Regions from separate parts of the Mus musculus genome. Here region 1 is linked to region 2. The links are chromatin contacts, called in public Hi-C maps. All regions are on one chromosome and are shown on one strand. Each heading gives the region's core, a stretch centred on a gene start, on an enhancer-like site or on the middle of the called end of the contact. The rest is flanking DNA. Distances are from core to core; before and after follow the strand shown.

The links. A called contact is a pair of places that touch in the nucleus more often than the background predicts.
Region 1: a Hi-C map of the N1E-115 cell line shows a contact between it and region 2, with 13 times the contacts expected there. The contact joins two enhancer-like sites. A contact is called at or near these places in 7 of 484 Hi-C or Micro-C datasets (the HL-1 cell line, the N1E-115 cell line, cerebellar granule neurons and 3 more).

What each region holds. Positions count from the first base shown.
Region 1 is chrX:158,920,132-158,924,849 of GRCm38.p6, forward strand. No RefSeq gene overlaps it. Among named protein-coding and RNA genes, the nearest start is that of Rps6ka3, 330 kb to the right of the region's middle. Within about 2 kb of position 2,165, at least 44 of the 459 cell types and tissues checked have an H3K27ac peak or open chromatin away from gene starts, as enhancers often do. A contact at or near this core is called in the N1E-115 cell line, where this site is marked.
Region 2 is chrX:158,701,093-158,705,622 of GRCm38.p6, forward strand. No RefSeq gene overlaps it. Among named protein-coding and RNA genes, the nearest start is that of Rps6ka3, 550 kb to the right of the region's middle. Within about 2 kb of position 2,564, at least 4 of the 459 cell types and tissues checked have an H3K27ac peak or open chromatin away from gene starts, as enhancers often do. A contact at or near this core is called in the N1E-115 cell line, where this site is marked.

The DNA of each region.
Region 1 (4,718 bases), core at 915-3,414, 220 kb after region 2:
AAATAAAAAATAAAGAGAGAGAGAGAGAATTTTTTTTTCTTCACCCACACTGGAACCTGCATCAGTTGAAAGCTGTTTTGTTGTGGCAAGAGAAACATTAAATGTCACACACTGAATTTGCTCTGATTATGAGCTAGCCATATCCCTCCGACAGAGAAGGAGTCAGGCAGAGTCACAGGTGTTTAAAGAAAGCATCCTGCAGCAATTTAAACTGAGTACTGGAGGCAGTGAGCAGGGCACCAGGGCTTTCTTTGCATTTGCATATGCATATGGTCAGAGGGCTAAAAACAGAAAGCCCCATCCCTGGGACACACATGCTCAATCAGGCTGCTTCACCCTGTGGGCTAAGTTTAGCAGAGCTGCGTGGTATTGGTGTTGCCTCTCACTGGTTTTTGTCAGTAAGTCTCTCTTTTCTCCCTTCAGCTGAGCAACACGCACTAAAAGAGACATAAGAAATAATAGAAGGGGCAATATTTCCAAGGTCACACAGCAAATAAAAGGCAGATCTGTGATCTAAACCTAAGCCTACATTTCTGCTGCTGTTGTTATTTTGATCATTTTTCAGTCATGTTTTGTTTTCTCTGGCCTGGACAATGAAAGCTTCCTCACACTGCCCCTGTAGGCTGCAAAGCTATGCCAACAACCACAGAATTTCACCTTAATAAGATGATTTTTCCAAGACAGGATAGTGTCTCTGGGGGGAAAAAAATCCCCCTGCAGATTTTTTGAAATTCTGAAGTTCCTCAGTTAGTAAATATGTGAACAAAAGAGCTAAATATTGTATTGGTCTTTGAGGTTTAAAAAAAAATGAACCCCTTTTAATCAACTGTGTGCATTGGATCTTTTAGCAGTGCTGACAAACACTAACAGCACTAATAGTACTGAAGAGCTCCTATATCCCAGCTTACTGTGTGCTTAACATCAAGTCACTGAAGTCTCACTGTAATCCCCAAAGATGCTTGCATCGTAGGGATCAAAAGCTCTGCTGGGGACAGAGTAGCACAGACCTATAATCACATCATTCAAGAGGTAGAGGCATGAAGACCACCCTGAGCTACTCAGCAAAACCCTGTCTCCCCACCACCATCCCCCAAAAAGAAAAGAAAGAAAAGAAGCAAAAAGAAAAAAAAGAAAAAAAAAATTGAAGGCTTTTCCATACCACACAGTACCTAACTAGGATTCCCCAGAGAGAATTACTCAGACAATAATTGCTATAAAAACACTAAGGAAATTGTTGATAAATAGTGACACTGTTTGCAGAAATGTGAAATACAAAGTACTTTGGGGATTTTTGAAATACCATAATATCCTGAACAATGTTGTCTTGGTTGTCGAATGTTGCTGTGTTCTTGGAAAGAAGTCAAATAAACAATGTCATCTACATTTATTCTAGAGAGAAGGGTAACATGTTAGATTGGAAGGCATTGTGTCATCATTTGCAGCTTGTAAAACTGAAGACCAGGAAGGGAAGGAATTCAAGAATACTCAGCCAGCTAAATCAGCCGGGATCAGAGCCAGATGTCCTGGAACTGCAGGCCCTTTCCCACTCACCCGCAAGTTGTATCTTTCCATCTTTCCCTTCAAACTGCTCCCTTGGACCATGGCAAATGGACACAACTAATACACTAATGCCCCACTCTTCCAACACTTGGCAGAAACGTTTGTCTCGGAAACATTTAAGATGGTGTTATAATCGTTTTTCTTTTTTTCTTTTTAAATGTCTTTTCTGCGAAAGAAGCAGTAAGACTAAGCTTCAGGCTTCTCTGCCTCATCATTATATAATACTTGTCTGGGACTGCAAATCACTCGCAGAAGGACAAAGCTCGGGGGAAGAAAGGGTGGGTGTGAATCTTTTGTGATTTCTTGAGTAACGGGAGGCGATTTGTCATTTTAGGAAAACTGGAGCCTGTGTTCTCAGATTCATGCACGATCCAGCCTGTTTGACTCTACTGAAAACTTGCGGTTTCTGAGCCCTTCCCTAAAGTTGGGGGTAGAACACACGGGTAGCAGACAGACCTGTTTTTCTCTCCTCCCTTCTCCCCAAGTAAGAGAAGCTAATAATAAATCAAAGTTCTAGAACTTGAATTTGAACTGAAAATACCTCAGAATAAAACCTGTTTCTTCCATCCGGCAAATCAGCCAGAGCAGGGACTACTTGCATTTTCTGTGAACGCTCGCCCCCTGCTGGTCAAGTTTGATTATGACTGACTCTTGAGAGAAGTAAACAAAATTACCATACCAAAAAGAATTTTTTATCGACGGAGAGAAGATTTATAGAGAACTCATTAATGTAACTTTTTAGTCTTAAAGTTAGCGGTTATGGAGAACCCACAGGGACTTGTTTTTAATTCTCATGGAGACTTTCACAAGCGAAATTCTTGGGGAGCTCTCCAAAAACCTTGTTGCTGAACATATTTATAGAAATGTGAAAATAAAACAACTCTCAAAGGATAACAGTGTAAAAAAAACTTTGGCTATTTATATTAAACTCCTACCAAAACAGCATGCAGTCCCCTCAACTTGGGACGATAAAAAGAATTCCAGAGCAAATAAAGTTACCTGGAGGGACAGGGTCTCCTGGTATAATTTAGGTTGGCCTGAAATTCACTATATAGCCCAAGCTGGCTGCACACTACCACCAGTCCTCCTGCCTCGACCTCTCGAGTGCTACGATTACAGGCTTGAGGCACTAAATGTGGCTTGAGGGGTACTTTTAAAGTATTTTGACTCAAAACCAATGAGATGTGTTGTTTAAATACAGTACACCTGAAACTCTGAGCTGCCCACTTTTTGCCTCCTTGTAAAAAGTCCTGCCATGTGCTGCCCATCTTTACTTAAGTACTTCGTTTGAAAGGTCAGCCAGTTCTATTAGAAATTCTGCTCAGCTTGATTTCAGTCTCTGTGTCCTGCTCTCATTTGATAAGGAATGCATGCCAATGATCTACGGTTAGCTGCTTGGTGGCGACTGCTTTTCCTCCCTAAAGCCCTTCCCCGGCTTTTCTTTCTCCCTCTCCACCACCCACATGCTGCTCTTATTCGGACTACTTCAACTGCCTCTATCACTCATCCACACCATTCCTGGCCTCCCTGTGCACCCACGTGCATACCCTTAGTGTGGCTCCATTTAACCCCTTGCTTGCCTGACAAATACAAACTCAACTAGGCTGGCGGAGTCTAGCACTCACGGGGACTGTGCACAGGTTTTGCAGTTCCCACCCAGAAACTAATCAGGCTCCCATCAGCAAACAGATCACATTACATAAGGCAGCTGGAAGGCGGCTCGGAGGCTGGGAAGCCAGATCACAAGGCTGCTGCTTCACCCACGTGCTGGTGAATCTTCCATCAGCCCCTCGGGAGAAGCAAACCCAGACGTCTGTAGTTAACAGCGTACATTTTGTGCCTGCCAGCGAGCACGCAGGTATAGAATACAATCTGCTAGGTTTTACGTCCATGTACCCCCAAATCAAAATACTCAGCAGAGACCATGTAGCCCCCAGGGAATACAGAAACATTTTTCCTTCTTTGAAATTCCTTCAACTCTTTATTAAGCCTCGTACTTATCCGAGAATAGCTTTTGTTTTACTGCCTGGGCAGTATGCGTTTAATGACTAATGGGCACAAAGCAGGACAACCCTGTCACACACACACACACACACACACACACACACACACACACACAAATGGGTAACCCAAATTCTCCCTTCCTGCTCCTTAGATAAGCCTTCACACTTCACTGCTCAGTGGAAAGCAAAGAAGGCATGGGGTGAACTGAATTCAGCTGTTGTTACCTGATTCTGACCACACTGGAAGGAGTCTAATTTTCAGGCACAGATTTGGTTTACGCAGTGAGTGGGCAGGTGGAACCTCCTCCACCTAGAAAGGAATCGTGATAAGGGAGAATTTTTTTTAAAGGTGGGGGAAGAGCCTAGAAACGAAATCCGTTTTCATCGCACGTGATGTGTGCAGATCTTAAAGTAGGTTGTTGCACTTCTGCACTGGGCTGTGTTTTGCCTTCGATGGATGCACATTCAGCTTGAGGCGATGCTGATAGCCGTGATTAAGCAGCGCTTCCAAGGGAAAATGTTTTGTTGTTTTCCTACCAAGATAGGAAATGCTTGTTTAGTATGCAAGAAAACTCCTCCCATTTCTGAAATGGAATTTACGTTATACGGTCTTTTGTTAGATGGTTAAGATTGCACTGCATGGTAGAAAGGACGTTAGGAGAATTTTAAGTGAGAGAGAGGGAGGAAAAAGAATGCAGGAGATAAAGAAGGGTGGGAGGTAGATACGAAGGGGGAGTGTAAGGGGGAAGAATCCAGGAATGCTTAAGCAAAGTAGAGAAAGAAAGGGGAGTGTGGATCCATTGTTCACAATAGAAGGGCTAGTTAAAACCACCAATTTCAGGAGCCAGGAGGGCATCTCGATTAGGGAAATCCCAGCTATGTGCAGCCCCTACCCCGCTGGGAATATCTGCTGACAGGAATGTAATGGAAAGTGTAGCTGATGTGAGAATCACCAGAGAAAGAAAGCCTAGGACTCTGCTGGGGAAGAGGATTTTTCTCAAACAAGAAAGAAGTGAACCCATTCATTCTAAATGAAAGATGCCAAGTGTATATACAAAGATGGAATATAGAAACTCTCCCAAAGGGACATTAAACACTGTAATTGCGTCATTGTCTATAGACCTGCAGCCGACTTCCATCTCAAACAATATAAGA
Region 2 (4,530 bases), core at 1,314-3,813:
TGAATGAGTTGTAGTTCTCTTGATGAATAGAACTGGTAGAATAAGTGTATTAATAACACAAAGGGGATTTATTAAATTGGGCTACATGATGCTGGAGGGGCTGAGAATCTGGTAGCCCCTCAATTCCTATGGATGAATGTCTCAGCAGTCCCAATTTGGTGTTGAAGACCTAGAGGATTCCTGAAGATCCACTACTCTCAGTCCACATTGGATGTCAACAGCAACAACAACAACAACAAAAAACCTAGGTTCTAACATTAGCAAAAAATGGCAACACCATTTGCAACAACAGAATTGATAGAGGAGAGGGCAAGTAGATTAAAAAGTAGTTCTACTTTTCCCTCAGACTGCTTTATATCTGGGCTGCCACTGGAAGGTTCTGTTCATTATGAAAGAGGATCATTCTATCTCAATTCATCTTTGCAGGAAATACCCTTATTTTGCAAAAATAACCAAGAGATATGTCTCCCTTAATTGGTCCCAGATACAATTAAGTTGGCAAGATTAACCATTACAGCTGTGCTTGTTCACACAAATACATGTTGGCTGGCATGGATGGAGGTCATCTGAAGTCTGCACTATGGTACAATAGATTAAACTCTGATATGGGCAGCCATGGTCCACATATCTCCATTCTACTTCCTGGGGCCAATGGGGATGCCTCAGATATATCCTTCATCAGTGATTAGCATAAATAAAAGAAATACACGAAGGCTTCTCAAGCTCAAAACTAATGCATTAGCATCTCATTAACCTAGCCAAAATAAGTCATACTGCCAAGCTGAGGTTCAAAGGGTGGATAAAAGATCCTGTTGTTTTAATAGGAAGAAAGGCAAAGATGCAGAGCAAAGCATATGGATATAGAAAGAATGAAGAACTGGGCTATCAGCATAATCTATCAAGTTTCCCAATTCCAACTGTCTCTACTCTAACAGAAATTATCTCTAAGTAAACACTGATGATTATATTTCTGAAGGGAATAAATTGGCTTCTAATCATCTCCAATATGAAGTCACCGCAGTCGACATGCAAACAGAAAAACAGCATTGACTGATGGGGAGTCAAAGCTGCCTATGTATTGGCAAGCATTAGTCATCACTGCTAACACAAGTGATGTTGCTGGCTCAACTCTAATTAGAAGAGAACATTTAAAACAGGTTTCTCAGCTAGGAGTGAGGAGCTATTGGCAGTTGATGACTAGTGGAGGAGGGAGTGCCAGTTTTCATTAAAAAAACAAACAAACAAAATGTGACCTCTAATAGATTGCCATGCTCCAGCAGATGGCCCTACACCCATGCACTTATGGGCATCCCTAATTGGACTCAGTGGGTTAAAAGACAGCCAAAAGAATGTGAATTTGGGTGTGGGGAACATGATGGGGGGGATTAGGGAGTAGTTAAAAAGTATATTGGAGGTGAAAATGGTCAAAATGCATTGTATATGTGCATGAAATTCTCAAAGTATTCATTTAAAAAAATTTTAAACTCAGGCATATTTTTTAACTGCCCCCAACTTAAAGGAAATGCTTTCTCTTATGGGACCAAAGTTCCCCTAAGGGAGTGTGTGTACTCAGATATATGTGGGGCAATGTAATAGTTAATTTTGCATCAAAAGTGGGACACAAAGAGTCTAGGCATTTCTTCAAATAAGATTCTGGGAATGTCTAAGGAGAATTTCTGCATGAACTTACTGTTTCAATCAGTGATTTGCTAAGCAAGTTGTTCTTCCAGTGTGGGTGGAAGTCAATCATTTGTTGACTTGAAGGGAACAGAAGTTTGGAGTAGTAGAGTGCCCCTCCTCCCTTATAATCTGAGCTGGGACATGGGACACTTTTTCAGCCATTGGACTCAGACTGAAAAAAAAAAAAACCAGCTCTCCTTAGACCTCCAGATGAACGACTTTGGGTACTGTACACTATTCCATTGGTTGCTTATATTGCTTTCTTTCTGACTATTGATCTTGAGAAATTTCAGCTTCCATAATCACCTGAGTCAATTCCTTATCGCCAACAAATCAATCACCTATTGCTTGTGGTCTCTCTGGAGACCCCTGACTAATACAAATAGCAAAGAAGCATGGTTCATTTCTAGCTTCAGCGGCCTCTGAGAGGCGCTTGGAAAGCCTCAGCCATGCCTGCCTGCAAAGGAAAGCTCTAGTTTGTTTTCTGTGTTTTCTGTATCCGTCTAGCTTCAAAACACCAGCGGCTACTAACATTGATCTGTCCAGACTGCATTTATAAAGATCTGTAAACCGATCAGAGGGGAAATTAAATTAGACTGTAATTCTGCAGTACTCTGGAGAACATTAGCTTGAGAGAACACTCAGGAGGGCCAATTAGAAGCATCATGGCCTAGCTGGCAATGGAATACAAACATGTTCTTTCTCCTTCTACAAGACATGAAGTGCTACTTGTGTAGTTCCTGTCTCATTTCAAGGGTTATCACCGCTTGTGTCTAGAAGTACTGATCACACATCAAGATTAGGAAATGCCTAAAGTAATCCTGTTAGCAAGACTGGACCGGGGAATCAAGCCAGCTCAGTGGTGCAGCTAGGATTAATGTCAGAGAAGTGGTAATATGAGACCCAGTGGGGAAAAAGATCTGAGCTCTGGCAATAGCCACCGGGAGAAGGGAAATAACAAGATAAAAGCAGCTAGCAATAACTCTTGAAGAAAGGAGAGCCCCTCTTCACTCAGATCAAGTTCAAAGCTACTTTTTAAAACTCCAGGTAAGAAAAGAAAATGGCCATTGACCTATCCTGCTTTGTTTCATATTTGTAACACCCCTTTCTGTTGTCACAAATAAGTAAAGTGAGACTTAGAGAGGTTAGGAAGCCGTCCAATGTAGGCCCCCTGGGATGCTAGTGCATACTTGCCAGAATCCAAACCCATGTTCTTTCTATTAAGGAAATGATGAGACAAAGAGAAAGTACAAAAGGCTTAGGACAGGCAAGGGGGTCAGACCTCTTGTACTGCATCAAGGAAAAACATCCTTAATTAAAAGTACAGTCAATTCTCAATGGAAGCAGAAAGAAAGTTTGTGGAGGAGAAAAGAAGCCTGTCTGTGAGGCATAGCAGGAGCTGGGAAAGAACTGGAAAGTGTTTGACTAGAGTCATATTACAGCTTACTCTGTTTGTCTTCATGTAGAAGTTAGAGGTAAGCAGACAAAGGAACATTGAACTGGAGGTATTCATCAAGTATAGTAGCCCTGTGAAGTAAAAAGACAATTTGGAAATATAAAGTATATTGATCAACTCTCTGCTGGTGGTCTGGGATAGTCTCTAAAAAGATACCACTTTTATTTCAGTGACTCCAGAAACAAGTTGATCACATATACTCTAACATCTAGGTCCATAACATATTCCCAAGGGTCATTTGCGTTTCTAGAAAGTAAACCCCTTTATTTCATCCCATGCTTTAGGTAGACACAACTATTTGTTTGTGGAAACCTTTGTGTCTATCAAATCCCATTCTTCCTTCTGCACTTCCAACTCCAGCTCTAACACTGAGTTAGAACTCAACTCACCCTCCTTCTTAGGGTGAATTGGATGATGTCAGGGAAACCATCCTTGCCCTAGTTGGTGACTGTACTGTCATACCATCTTTGGTTGACAATCTCTTTAAGGTTATAGTTCACATGCAGGGAATGTCATGTGAACTCCTTGTCTCAGTTAATGCTCCTTTCCTGTCATTCCTCACATGTGGATTCCACACATATCGTTCTCTGTGTGTACTCGCGCACCTGTGTGTGTGTGTGTGTGTGTGTGTGTGTGTGTGTATGAGAGAGAGAGAGAGAGAGAGAGAGAGAGAGAGAAAGAAAGAAAGGAAGAGAGAGAGAGAGAAAGAAAGAAAGGAAGAGAGAGAGAGGGAAAGAAAGAGAGGCAGAAAGATACAGAGAGAGGGGGTTGGCTTGTGAGTTGTGCAATCAAGTGCCACAGCAAGCATGTGAAGGTCAGAGGACAAATTTCACTTTTCTCCTTCCACCATGGGATCAGGGGAGCAAACTCAGGCTGCCAGTATTGCACTCAAATGACTCTTATTCACTGATCCATCTCACTGGGCCCCCACAGTCACTCTAGAAATCCAATAGATTGAAAAAAAAAGAAAGAAAGAAAAAGAAAACTCCAGTGCCAACCTAGGTTTAGTTAGTAAAATGGAAGCACTGAATTCCTTGAAAACTATAAGAAATTTAACAGGCTGGAGAACTGTCTTGTTGATTAAAGCACTTGTCATGAAAGCATGTAGACAAGAATATGGATTCCCAACCCTAGAACCCACATAAAGTCTGGGAGGAGTGTCAGCTAACTGTAATCCCACCATGTCAGCGGAGACAAGGGATTCCTAGGGCAAGTTGGCTTGATAGATTAGCCAGCATTGGCAATCTCTGGGTTCAGCAAAAGACCATCTGCCTCAATAAATAAAGTGGAATGCAATAAAGAAAGAACTCAGATATGAACTCTGCTTCCAAACATATCAATATACATGTGAACCCACATATATGTAAACATGTATGAAGGCTTGTGAACTTCAC